Regions from separate parts of the Triticum aestivum genome. Here region 1 is linked to region 2. Evidence: chromatin contacts called from public Hi-C data. All regions are on one chromosome and are shown on one strand. Each heading gives the region's core, a stretch centred on a gene start, on an enhancer-like site or on the middle of the called end of the contact. The rest is flanking DNA. Distances are from core to core; before and after follow the strand shown.

Evidence for each region. A called contact is a pair of places that touch in the nucleus more often than the background predicts.
Region 1: a Hi-C map of leaf shows a contact between it and region 2, with 4 times the contacts expected there. The contact joins the enhancer-like site here to the promoter of LOC123069201 in region 2. A contact is called at or near these places in 2 of 5 Hi-C or Micro-C datasets (both in leaf).

Annotation. Positions count from the first base shown.
Region 1 is chr3B:171,192,128-171,199,294 of IWGSC CS RefSeq v2.1, forward strand. No RefSeq gene overlaps it. Among protein-coding and RNA genes, the nearest start is that of LOC123069203, 50 kb to the right of the region's middle. Within about 2 kb of position 2,819, at least 1 of the 8 cell types and tissues checked has an H3K27ac peak or open chromatin away from gene starts, as enhancers often do. A contact at or near this core is called in leaf, where this site is marked.
Region 2 is chr3B:170,441,419-170,448,087 of IWGSC CS RefSeq v2.1, forward strand. It overlaps LOC123069201 (ABC transporter D family member 2, chloroplastic), which reads left to right and starts at 1,256. Exons shown (of 10, transcript XM_044491986.1): 1 at 1,256-1,762; 2 at 2,236-2,422; 3 at 2,767-2,834; 4 at 3,426-3,752; 5 at 3,864-4,028; 6 at 5,556-5,784; 7 at 5,911-6,155; 8 at 6,247-6,568. The coding sequence starts at 1,505. LOC123069200 (histone-lysine N-methyltransferase ATX4) reads left to right here. Exons shown (of 22, transcript XM_044491985.1): 19 at 10-96; 20 at 310-384; 21 at 464-564; 22 at 675-1,076. The coding sequence ends at 765.

The sequences.
Region 1 (7,167 bases), core at 1,569-4,068, 750 kb after region 2:
GAGAATAGAGCTATGCCCCCTGGCAACGGCGCCATAAAAAGGTCTTGATAACCCACAAGTATAGGGGATCGCAACAGTTTTCGAGGGTAGAGTATTCAACCCAAATTTATTGATTCGACACAAGGGGAGCCAAAGAATATTCTCAAGTATTAGCAGCTGAGTTAACAATTCAACCACACCTAGAAGACTTACTATATGTAGCAAAGTATTTAGTAGCAAAGTAGTATGAAAGTAACGGTAACGGTGGCAAAAGTAATGGTAGTAGTTTTGTAGCAATCGTAACAGTGGCAACGGAAAAGTAACTAAGCAAAGATCAATATGAAACAAGCTCATAGGCAATGGATCAGTGATGGATAATTATGTCGGATGGCATTCATCATGCAATAGTTATAACATAGAGTGCCACAGAACTAGCTCAAATTCATCAATATAATGTAGGCATGTATTCTGAATATAGTCATACGTGTTTATGGAAAAGAACTTGCATGACATCTTTTGTCCTACCCTTCCGTGGCAGCGGGGTCCTATTGGAAACAAAAGGGATATTAAGGCCTCCTTTTAATAGAGTACCGGACCAAAGCATTACCACTTAGTGAATACATGAACTCCTCAAACTACGGTCATCACTGGGAAGTGTCCCGACTATTGTCACTCCAGGGTTGCTAGATCATAACACGATTGTAGGTGACTATAACTTGCAAGATAGGATTAAGAACACAAATATATTCATGAAAACATAAAGGTTTCAGATCTGAAAACATGGCACTCGGGCCCTAGTGACAAGCATTAAGTATAGCAAAGTCATAGCAACATCAATCTTAGAACATAGTGGATACTAGGGATCAAACCCTAATAAAACTAACTCGATTACATGGTAAATCTCATCCAACCCATCACTGTCCATCAAGCCTACGATGGGATTACTCACGCACGGCGGTGAGCATCATGAAATTGGTGATGGAGGATGGTTGATGATGGCGACGACGACGATTTTCCCTCTTCGGAGCCCCGAACAGACTCCAGATCTGCCCTCCCGAGAAAGAACAGGAGGTGGCGGCGGCTCTGTATCGTAAAGCGTGATGAATCCTTCTCTCTGATTTTTTTTCTCGCCGAACATGAATATATGGAGTTGGAGTTGAGGTCGGTGGAGGTCCAGGGGGCCCACAAGACCAGAGGGCGCACCCCAGGGGGTGGGCGCGTCCTCCACCCTTGTGGACAGGGTGTGGGTTCCCTTCGGTTGATTCTTTCGCCAATATTTTTTATTTATTCCAAAAATAATCTCCGTGAAGTTTCAGGTCATTCCGAGAACTTTTATTTCTGCACAAAAATAACACCATGACAATTCTGCTGAAAACAGCGGCAGTCCGGGTTAGTTCCATTCAAATCATGCAAATTAGAGTCCAAACAAGGACAAAAGTGTTTGGAAAAGTAGATACGATGGAAACGTATCACTGTGCGGCGGTGCAGCGGCCGATGGTGCGGTGGTGGTTCCTGCATGACGACGACGCAATTGCTATGCAGGGGTGTGCGGGCCAGTGGAGGTGTGGACTGGCTTTGGCCGGCTGCGTGGGGGTGGTTGTCGAATGCTCCGAGTGCAAGCTTGCCCGTCGCTCGTCGGCCGGCGATGGCGGCGCCCGCGGGCGTCGTTCCTGTTCTTGAAGGCGTCATTGTGGGGTTCTTCGATTCGCTCCACCCTCGGATATGGTTCTTCAGGCGAAAGCTTAGACCGGTCTTGGTCGGGCAACGACGTCGTCCTCACGGCGTTTCCTCCTTTGGGGCGTTGCTTTGAAGACTGGTGATCCTGCTCTGCACTTCCTTTGGGCTGGACGTGCACAACATCACGGTTGGCTAGTGCCCAACGGTGATGCGAGTGGTAGGTGTTACGACTCGTGTGGCGACGATGATGGCGGCGTGCAGAGCTGGGTCGCAGCTTGTCCTTCTGATGTCGGCAATCCGGTTCGCCAATGGATGTGCCTATGCTTGCTCAACAAAATCGGAGTTGCCTGTCCTCGACGTCGGCAGTCGATTGTTTGGCTTTGGCCTTCGAGGTCCTCGTGTGTCGTTTGTTCAACGAGGTCTTGACGGGTCGTCCATAGTGAAGTCGGAATCGCCTGCTCGGGGAGAGGTGACGACGATGACATTGCGGGTAACCTTGACTGTGTCCTCACCTCAACGTCATGTGGGGTCTTGTAGGTGTCAGATCGGCTGTGTGCCTTTTTGTGGGTCTGTTGTAACGGTTTTCGCACAGGTTTCCGTTAATTACCGGACAACTCTCTTCTACTTCTTTTTTTGATAAATCGGGCCTCCTTAAAGGACCGCGTTTCAAAAAAACAACACCCTCGTATCTTTGTTGCTAGCAAGTACTGTAAGACCGCCAAAATTTTAAACGAACTAGGTATGTCTCTGGGTAACATGAACAGCTCGTTCTTTGTAAATTTAGTCTGTGGCATTGCACTGCTGTAGTACTCCATCATAGTAGCCTGCGTGCCTTTCAAACAACAGCACCTTCATCAGATAACCAAAGACTGGACCATGACAAGTCGACAGCTACTCCGTCGATAGCAAGAGCACGACAGGACTTTTTGATGCTTGGTTCGCAGTTGGAACGTTCCTATGTGTCGAAAGCTGCGAGGGCCCAGTCAGCTGCAAGAGCCTTCCCCGGCACGCAACCGGTGAATGAATGAATCAAGGAGCGCTTGATTCATCAGATAGATATAAATCCGAAAGGCATTATTACCTCTGGTGATCCCATCCCATCCCTACTAGGATCAGTCCACATCCGATAATATCCTAGACGAAGTTGCCTGGAGAAAACTACGGGGAAATGTGCGAATGTTGTAAGATAAGGTGAAAGGGATGCTGCTGCCAAGCCAGCTCCTCAATGGTGGAGGACGGAGTCGTGAAGCTGCCATCCACCGCGGTTCTTGCCCATTTTTTCTTTCTATCAAAATTTTTTTTTTTTTTGAGAAACACCGGGTTCTCGCCTGCGTAGAATTTTTCGAGCTCCGTTGGAACTGCGAAGAAAGTGAAGAGGCCTGCCGTTGCACGATTGTACGTACCCTGAAATTCGGGCGACAACCCAAAAGAATAGCCCCGCCATGATGATGATGACTAGGAGTGCGCCTTCGGTGAAAGGCCTCGCCCATTAGCCCGGGGGCATTTCACATAAAATAAAAAAAAATTGTTAGCCCAGGGCCATTTCACATAAAACAAAAAGCAAATTGTTGGCCCAGGGCCATTTCTCATAAAACGAAAAAGAATTTAGCCCGGGGCCATTTCTCAAAAAAAAAAAAATTAGCCCAAGGCTTAACCGGGTGCTCCTATTTGGCGCATAGCACGATGGGTGACGGGCGCCCCTATTTCTTGTGTTCTGCGAGATAGAGGGAGGCATTTCCTATTTGGCGCCACACGCGCCAGTTAACGTGCATTTTCGTTAACTGGCGCCTATGGCGTCCGTAAATGCGCCGGCCCTTCTAGGCGCCGGTTAACATTTTTTATTTAAAAATTCTGTGAACTTTTTTGAATATCTATGAACTTTTTAAAAATTTCAAAGTTTTTTTCAGATTGATGAACTTTTTTTAATATTTATGAACTGTTTTGAAATTTGATGAACAACTTTGTGAAAATGTATGAGCTTTTTTTATTTATGAACTTTTTTAAGTTCAATGAATTTTTTCTAAAAATACATGAATTTTTTTTTAATTTCTATGAACTTTTTTCATATTTCATCAACTTTTTAAAAAGTTAATGAACTTTTTCTAAGTTGGATAAACATTTTTTCAATTTGAATGAAATTATTTTCAAATTGATGAAGTTTTTTCAAAATTGATGAACCTTTTTTAAAAATATGAAAAAAAATTCATAAATGGGTTAACATTTTTTTAATCTGTAAACCTTTTTAGATTTCATATTTTTATTTTCGTAACAAAAAATAAAAAACTGAGGCAGCACGCTACTGGCCGGCCCATGCTAGCAGCGCTGCAGGCGCCGGATTGTTAACCGGCACCTGCAGCGCTGCATCGGAGCTCCCATAGAGGGAACCGGGAACTCCTATTGGACGCTCGTTGCGGCAAGCAGTCGGCGCTTCGCACAGGGCAGGTGCGAGGGAGCGATCGAGTGGGCCGGCCCGTTTAGCGTTACAGCAGACCCCGGTTTTGGAACCTTCTATGATGTTTCCAGCCGGTTTTTTCCGGTTTTGGGAACCTTTTACAAGGTTCCTGAACCGGCTTTTTCTTTTTCAGTTTCTTTTTCGTTTTTCGTTTTTCTATTTCTCTTCTTTTACTTTTTTCTTTTTTTCAGTTTCCTTTTTTCTGTTTCTTTTTTCTTTTCCTTTTTTTCTTTTCAAGTTTATTTTCAAAAAAATCCTAATTTCAATTTTTTTCTGTTTTCCAGATTTTGTTCAAAAATCCAAAAAATGTTCCCATTTCACAAAATTTGTTCATAAATTTAAAAAATGTTCCTGCTTTCAAATTTTTGTTCTGAATTTTCAGACAATGTTCCTATTTTTTCAAAAATTGTTCAAACTATTTTTATTCATTTTTTGACAAATTTGAAAATTAATGGCATGGATTTAAAAAAATGCCTGTTTTCAAAAATTGTTCACAAATTTCAAAAAAATTGTTCACAAATTTCAAAAAAATTGTTCACAAATGTCCTTATTTTTCAAAATTTTGTTCATGTATTAAAAAATGTTCTTCTTTTCCAAAATTTTCAAAAAATGTTCTTATTTTTTAAATCATGTTCAGTTTATGCAGCTGAAAAATGTTCACCTATATAAAAAATGTTCGCACCTTCAAAAAATGTTCGAAGCACTAGGAAAAAGTTTCCGTTTCAACTGTTTGGTCATGTATATAAAAAATGTTCTCCTTTTCACAATTGTTCTCAGTTAAAAGAAATTTGTTCTGAATTTAAAAAGTTGTCCCCATTTTAAAATTTTGTTCACCAATTCCAAAAAAATTGTTCACAAATTTCAAAAATTGTTCTTATTTTCAAATTTTTGTTCATGTATGAAAAAATGTTCTTGTTTTTCAAAAAATGTTCTTAGGTTTTTAAATCATGTTCAGTTTACGCAGCTGAAAAACGTTCACTATATAAAAAATGTTCGCACTTTCAAAAAATGTTCGAAGCACTAGATAAAAGTTTCCGTTTCAACTGTTTGGTCATGTATATAAAAAATGTTCTCCTTTTCAAAATTGTTCTCAGTTAAAAGAAATTTGTTCTGAATTTAAAAATCGGACGCTCGCTGTGGCAAGCAGTCGGCATTTCGCACACAAGCAGCTTGGCTGGCCCGGCCCATATTGCGGGTGCGCCACATTCGTAGGTTAAAAATCGCAAAAAAGGAAAAGGGGTACTGGAATCGAACCCGAGACTTCCTATTGCTAAGCGCGATGAGCTAGCCGCCCCAACTAGCTACTTCTTATGGTAAATTGGCAGCGCGAACCTAAAGAAATTAACTGTAGCGAGAAAACATAAAATCTGAATACGCAAAATTACGATGAACCAACGTGTGAGCGAGGCACCTGTCAACACAAGTAGGTAGCCACTATAGTTTCTAAGATTTCGTGTCAAAAAAGGTAGCCCAACAAATATGAATTATAAACCACGACAAAGGCTATACTTAAAAACAATTCAAACGTGAATTCTTTTGGCAAAAAGTAAATATTTTCTGAAACGCAACCATTTTATAATTTGTGAACAAAAGTTTAAAAATTAGAACATTGTGTGAAAGCGTAAACATTTTTTTGGAATAAAAAAGGAAGAAAACTGAAATTGTGAACATTTTGTTTAAATGCGACCACTTCAAAATTTGTGAACAATCATTTTAAAATTAGAACATTTTCGTAATTTCATTTTTTAATGGACAAATTAATTGAATACGAGAACATTTTTCAAATTTGCGAACACTTTTTTGAAAAAAAGAATAGAATTGAAAACCCAAACATTTCGAATTTTCCAAAACATTTTTCGAAGAGATGAACATTTTTTGAATTTTTGAACAAATTTTTTAAAGCACGAACAATTTTGAATCTTGAAAACAAATTTGGAAGCGCCAACTATTTTTTCAACCACGGACATTTTTTGCATCTTGAGAACAAATTTTAAGGTAAGTAATGTTTCAAAGTTTGAACATTTGTTAAACAATGCGAACATATTTTGAAACTCCAAACAAATTTTTTGAATACATGAACAATTTTAAGAACAGGAACATTTTTTGAAATTTCTGAACAAAAAGCTGAAAAGATGACCATTTATTGAATCTGCGAACAATTTTTTGAAACACACAAACAAATTATAAAAAAAACACGAACAACTTTTGAAAAATGGGAACAAGTGTGAAATCCCACAATTTTTTGAAAAAATGAACAAACTTGGAAATGTGAACATTTTTTGAAAATCACAAACAAAATTTGAAACTCCGAACAAATTTTGGAAACACAAAAAAATTATGTACATTTTTTGAAAAGAATGAAATGTTTTTTGAAGCCTGAACAAAAAAATTCGAACATCTTTTTTGGGACCGAACAAAGTATTGAATATACCGAACTTTTTTTAAAATTGTGAACAATTTTTGAAACCGAAACATTTTTTGAAATCCCGAACATTTTTTTAAAAGTTGTCAAAAGGTTGAACAAAAATATTCTTAACAATTTTGTTAACACATATTTTTTTTGAAAATTCCGAACATTTTTTGAATTTGTGAACAAAATTTGAAAACGCGAATTGTTTTCAAGTTCTGAACATTTTTGTAAAAGTGCAAACATTTTCCAAGAAAGGCGAACATTTTTTTGAAAAAGAAAACATAAACTTGAAAAACAAAAAGAGAATAAGAAAATAAAAACGAAACAGAAATAGAGAAAGAAAGGAGAATAAAAAACTGATTCAGGAACCTTCTAGAAGGTTCCCAAAACCGGAAAAAACCAACTGGAAACTTCTAGAAGGTTCCCAAAACCGGAAACTGGGAGCGCTGGAACGGGCCGGCCCGTTGCGTCGCTGCTCGGTCGCTCGCGTGTGCGAAGCGCCAGCAGTTTGACGCAACGAGCGGCAAATAGGAAATTCCGAGGGAACCCTCGCTAAAGATTGCGTGCCACGAGTTGGGCCGTCCCAGGCGCACGGATGACAATAGCCTCGTTTTCTTTTTTGCTTTTTTCATGTTTTTTCGTTTTTATT
Region 2 (6,669 bases), core at 6-2,505:
TTGTGCCAGGTGATTGAATATCGTGGGGACCAAGTCAGACGTAGTGTTGCTGATTTGAGGGAAGCACGATATCACAAGGAAAATAAAGACTGCTACGTGAGTTATTTTTATGCTTTCCTTTTTGTATTGTTTTAGTTGGTTCTCTACTTTCAATTATAACGGTTTAACTGGTGTTACTAATCACCGCCATGCAATTTTTTCTTGATGACAATTTGATTAAGTGTAGAACCAACTAGAATTATCACATAAAAACTGTAGTTTGATGTTCTGACGTTGTGATTTTTTTTTTTGCGTTTTGTGCTGCTGCAGCTGTTCAAAATAAGCGAAGATGTCGTGATTGATGCTACGGAGAGAGGAAACATCGCCCGTATAATTAACCACTCGGTAAACCTTCATCATGCTCTCACACCTGCTGCATCTTCTTGAACCAACGAAATGGCAACCAATATACTCGCGTTTGCAGTGCATGCCTAACTGCTACGCGAGGATCGTGAGCGTTGGCGACAACAAGAGCCAGATAATTCTGATTGCCAGGAGAGATGTTTCAGCTGGAGAAGAACTGACGTACTGCTTCATAACCCCTCTCTCTATTCAGTCGCGTTGAGAGTGTACACGACAACCTGCAACCAGTTGATCTTCTTTCTGACCCCTCTGCTTCTTGCTCTGATGCGCAGGTATGACTACAAATTTGACCCGGACGAGTCGGAGGATCGCAAGGTTCCCTGCCTGTGTAAAGCTCCTAACTGCCGTGGATACATGAACTGAAGTGCTCACAAGGACTAACCAACCCCAATTACAGTGGCGAAGCGCCACATTCCCAGATTCATCCAGATTCTTTCATCATCTTGTGCATGGCCGTCAGCATGCAACCTGTCTGTTATTTTTTTAGTCACAGGATTTTGCTAGATAGCGAGGTAGGGCTTCCCAGGCTAGATAAAAGAAAAACAGAACTGGCAGGCACAGCCAGAGCCAGCCAGGCATTGTAAATTCTTCATTGCTGTAATAAATTGATGCTTTCTTCTCTATGAGAAAAAGAAAAGAAGATAAAAGAAAAGGAATCCAAAAGGAAAGAAAATGTCCAGTTGTTGGTGCAATACCATTTCGTGTGACATCTCAGATGTTGAGAAGAGTTTATTTAGTTAATTAATCTTCTCTGTTACCACTGCTGCTGCGTTATGTACGTGCTATATTTCTGTTTTCAGAAGATAGGATGCGTGTGGTGCTGCCGCCACCTCCCCGGCATGTCGTCGTCCCGGAGGTGGGCATGGTCGTTCGGGTGGCTGCAGCTGGGCCACTATCCCTGGGTGGCCAGAATGTCAGTGACCCCTCCGTCTCTCCCGCTGGTGGACTCGAAGCAGCGTGAACCGTAACGTCTCTGCTCCGCCAGTACCGCCTCCCACCTCCGCCGCCGTGGTCCACGACGGGCACGAGCATCTCCGGCCTCGTCGAGGTGTCGGCGTCTCACGGGGAGAGAAGAAAGGATTTTAAAAAGTGGGCGAGGAAGATGCATTTACTCGTCGTGCCCACGTGCTGCCTCTCCTCCACTTCGCCTCATCCGCAACTACCAAAGCTTCCGCGGCCGCTGCCTCGCAGCCTCGGGCACTCCGCGTCGCCGCGCTTCGGCGTCCCCTTCCGCCGGGCCGTGGTGCCCCCCGCCATGCGCCGCCGCGGGCGACGGAGGGCGGCGGCCCCTCCCCCGGCCGCCGCTGCCGCAGGAGAGGCCTCCAGCGACTCCCCTGGTCCTCCAGGAGGCGAGGACAAGGTGATTATGGCTTAGCAACTACCAGTATGGTTTTACTTTGCAGTTCCTACTACTTTTCCGTTCCGGCTTCTGAGCTTTTGGTTTCTACTCCCTCCGTTCCAAAATAGATGACCCAACCTTGTACTAAAGTTAGTACAAAGTTGAGTCATCTATTTTGGAAAGGAGGGAGTACTTAGTAGCTTAATAACAGCTTCAGCGTCCTGCCGCATTGTTAGATTTTGCAATAGCCATACACTCACACAGGGGTTCGCAGTTCAGCGGGTGGATTCGGAGCGATGGGACTATAGCACAATTCAGGAAACCGACCATAAGATCCAGTACAATCTGCATTGTTTTAGCCGTCCATAAGCAAAGTGCCAGTTTGGCTGCCTTGCTATTATGATGTCACTCTGCAAATGCTGGTGCCTCTTGTGCTGGTTTATTGTTTGTTGCGTTGCTAATGAGTGCACATTTCCTTCATCTCATGCTGATAGAGAGCTGGTACAGACCTCAAAACGCTAGCTAGAAGATTCTGGAAAGTTGCCGCGCCTTACTGGTGGTCAGAGGATAAGGCCCAAGCAAGGCTGCAGCTTGCTGGTGTATTTGCGCTCACGCTGGCGACTACAGGGATCAGCGTTGGATTCAACTTTCTGGGCCGTGATTTCTACAACGCCCTCGCCGGTATGTTTCGTCTTCCGTTAAAACTGTTACGAACTGGTAGATTAAATGTTAGTGTTCTGAAATGAAAATTAGGATGGCCAGTGCACGTGATAAAGATTAGGGGGCAGGAGAGGAAGGGATTAATTCTTTTAGTCACACATAAAAATTCTCAAGCTTATTTATAAAGAGGACATGTCTCAGTTGAATCTTTGGGTGTCATCTGCAATGTCCAAAGTAGACAAGAAGTTATGTTTCAGCCTTCAGTATGGGTGTAACCGAAGGTGTCATTTCATATAATTCAAAGTGGATGCGCATCATCTTCTCTTTTTACTGGCTAACACATATTTAGTGGTGTCTATTTCAAGACAAGGACCAGGAACAATTTACGAAGCAACTGCTGTACTACTTGGGAGGTTTCGCTGTAGGAGTTCCGGTGAGCATATTGCTGCCCTTTTTTAGGTATTGCTCTTCAAGATGCTATTTGTAGCACCTTGACATGAATAGTGATAATATCGGATGATGTTACCTTATGAGTAATCTTTTCTCCATCAGTGCACTATCCTGTTTAACAATCTATGACTAGTATTTACAGAGGGGACATAACTGCGGTTTTCTGTGTTAAGTGTCAGTGGTTTGTATATCATGATAGATATCCCTTCCAGGGTTGTCTAGAACCACAATGTTTATATTTCTAGCTGTTTAAGAGGCTGTAGCTAAATTTATTGTTGACGTTTTACCTAAAATCTACCTGGTTATCTTTCCCATTTAGCGAAAGGTCCCGGACTCCCAGTAAAAGTACTAGAGAATTGAACATTTGATCTCTGCACTAGCGGACTAAAGCTGCAAGGATCTTACTCTTGCTACTGGTTCCCAGAAGTGTCTGGAATTGCTATGCTCCTATTAGCATTCATCATTAGGAACTGTATTCGTTACTTTGCTTCTCATGGTTCAGATTCACCAACTAGTGTACCTCATAATAGACTTATGTTCTGATTTGCAATCTCCTGCTTGCACTGCTATACAGTTCTTTGTCTTGAGGGACTATGCAAGAGAAACCCTCTCTTTAAGATGGCGATCTTGGATGACAAGTTATTACATGAAGCGCTACTTTAAGAACAGAACATTCTACAAGATTCAGTCTCAATCACTAATAGACAATCCAGACCAGCGGATCAATGATGATCTAAGTGCATTTACTGGAACTGCGCTTGCATTTTCCCTGACACTTCTCAACGCTGTCGTGGATTTGGTATCATTCAGCAATATCCTTTATGGAATCTATCCGCCATTATTCGTTGTTCTTATTGTTTATTCTCTTGGAGGGACCGCTATTAGTGTCTTCCTTGGTAAGGTAAGGCTTTTACCAGCGTTATTTATCTATAACTTGAATCAAAATAGATATAATTGTTCACATTCTTTCATTATTCATGTAACTAATAGTTGGTCATGCTTGTGTTGACAGAGTTTGGTCAACTTGAACTTCATGCAAGAAAAGAAAGAAGCTGATTTCCGTTACGGGCTTGTCCGTGTTAGAGAAAATGCTGAATCAATTGCCTTTTACGGCGGTGAGGAAAATGAATTGCAACTTCTGTTGGATAGGTTCAGGAGGGCTTACCAAAACCTAAGTGTAAGCATTGCTTATATACCCTGTCTATCGCCTTATATTCCCTTTTGTTTTGCTCCACTTTCCTTGTTTGTTCCGACATTACGAAAGCCACCGTTGGGTCATTTATCAGTAGGTAAGCCTGCTAAGCAGTGGATGGAGCAGAGTGGCGAGCTTGCAATAAACAACAAGCACCCAACAGCTTGTTTGTTTTCAGCACTTATTTATATTTTGTAAAATAATTTTATGATATTTGGATGGGTTTCTCTCAAAATCTTTGGCCTTTTATTTATAATGCATTTCACCAGAAAGCAAAACGCCAGTGGTTTCTAGATCAAGCTTTGCTTGTCTTTGATAATCCTGTAAACTGCTAATCATATTAGTGAATCATGTTGGGTGTAGTTTTATAACATCCAGTGCTGATTTTATGATCTCCTAAAAGATTGTTAACTATGATGATAACTGTGGCAGGTGAAATAAAGTATTACTCCCTCCATTAAAAAATATAAGATGTTTTGGATATTTCAATATGGACTGCATACGGACTGAAATGAGTGAACAGACACACTAAAACGTGTCTATATACATCCGATTCAGAAAAAAGTTAGAACACCTTATACTCCATTTGTGAACGGAGGGAGTACTTTTCTAGAACACACTGAAAGGGTGTATATGTTTGCATTGGAAGAAATGTCGAGAAGGCTCAGAAGATACAATGCCACAGCCCACAGGTGATGATGACCCAAAACATGACCAAAAGCCTAACAACCAACTATGAAAACTGCAGCCTGAAGCTGCCACAAAGCCATGCATAAGAGCCCGAGCCAAAATTCTGACCGGGAACGTAGTAGATGGTTGTGCGTGCCATTGGCTTCGTAGTGCCAACTAACTTCCAGATCTTTGCTTCGTCCAAGATCTGCTCCACCAACACGTTGCGGTGTCGCCATAATCTCAGCGTCAGCAAGATCGGCGAGCGAGATAAAATGTCATCATAGCTAGAAAAGCATGTTGAATGCCTAGAACTTTGTCTCTCTGGATGTGGTATACATAGGTTACGTTTCACATTAATATGCTGCTTTATACGTTTACAGTAAATTTATCAATACTACATATTCTTATCATGCCGTAGTAAAATGTTGGTATTACATACACAGTCATAATCTTCTACTGCCACTGTACTAAAATATACCGCACCTAGTAACCACATCCTTTTTTGTAGTTTTCTTTGTTGGGGGTTATTTGTGCAAAAGTGCGGGGCCAGGTGTCCTTCGGTGCTTCTTAGGTGTGTGTACATGTCTTGTAACCTAGACTTTGACAAGAATGGAACATGTATACTTCTGAAAAAAAGTGTCCAAAGTAAGATGATTTCCGGATCCCAAAACAAAGTGCTTTTATATTTATACTCCCGTGAGGGAATTCACTACCATTCTTGAAAACAGGCACCCTGCGTCAGCTTTGCTCTCTATATACTTCTATCTTCAACTAGAAAATTGTGATACAATTTATATTTGCGAATGGTCTGATGTTTGACATTGTTTGTTATCTTTGCAGGAATTACTGATAGCATCCCGAAATCTGGAGTTCTTCACCAATGGTTACCGATATTTAATTCAAATCTTGCCAGCTGCAGTTGTTGCTCCAATGTTTTTTGCAGGAAAGATCGAGTTTGGAGTGATAAACCAATCGGTGTCTGCTTTCAATCACATCCTCAGTGATTTTTCTCTCATTGTTTTCCAGTTTCAGTCAATTAGTGCATTCTCAGCTGTCATTGATCGTTTAGGTAACACCTCTCTCTCTCTCTCTCTCTCTCTCTCTCTGTGTGTGTGTGTGTGTGTGTGTGTGTGTGTGTGTGTGTGTACCACTTGCTAAGGTACCTAGGTTAACCTAATCGAACTTTAAACTACAGGTGAATTTGATGATCTATTGGGTGAAAATGAGTCTTCTCTGTCACCCCAACGTGATAGTATTGATGGGATCAACATTTCTTTCAAGAGCGGCAGTCCTTCTGTTCTTAGTTCTAATGGCTCACAAATGCAATCTGATCCATGCATAGTTCTAGAGATTTGTGATTTGACATTGTTAACACCCAGGGGCGGAAATATTCTTATTACTGACTTCAATATGGAATTAAAAGACAAGGACCACCTACTGGTATGTTGTGTCTTTAGTTAGTTGTACAATCAGCAACATAAATAGTACTGCTGACATCAGGCTGATATGGTGATCTCATTTTTAATTTAAGGTGATGGGGCCCAGCGGCTGTGGGAAGACCTCGTTGCTGCGTGCTTTTGCTGGCCTTTGGACTAGTGGCACTGGGAATATCATATACCATGCCAGAGATTCTAGGCAGCTTCAGACAGCAAATTTAGTTTCTAATGAGCCATCCAACATGAAGCCAGAGGGTGAAGAACTACTACAAAGTTCCAAGCAGAGAAGAGATAATGGCATATTTTTTGTCCCACAAAGACCATATATGGTTTTGGGAACTCTTCGTCAGCAATTGCTCTATCCTACATGGACTGCAAATATACATCAGGCACCAACTAATGATGCTCAAAGCAAAGGTAATTTGTTTCATTGGGAGGTATTGAGTACAAAATATCATCTAGGTGCAAACCACATCAGTTTGGACGTTGAGTCAACATGGAAATTCTGAACGAACTGT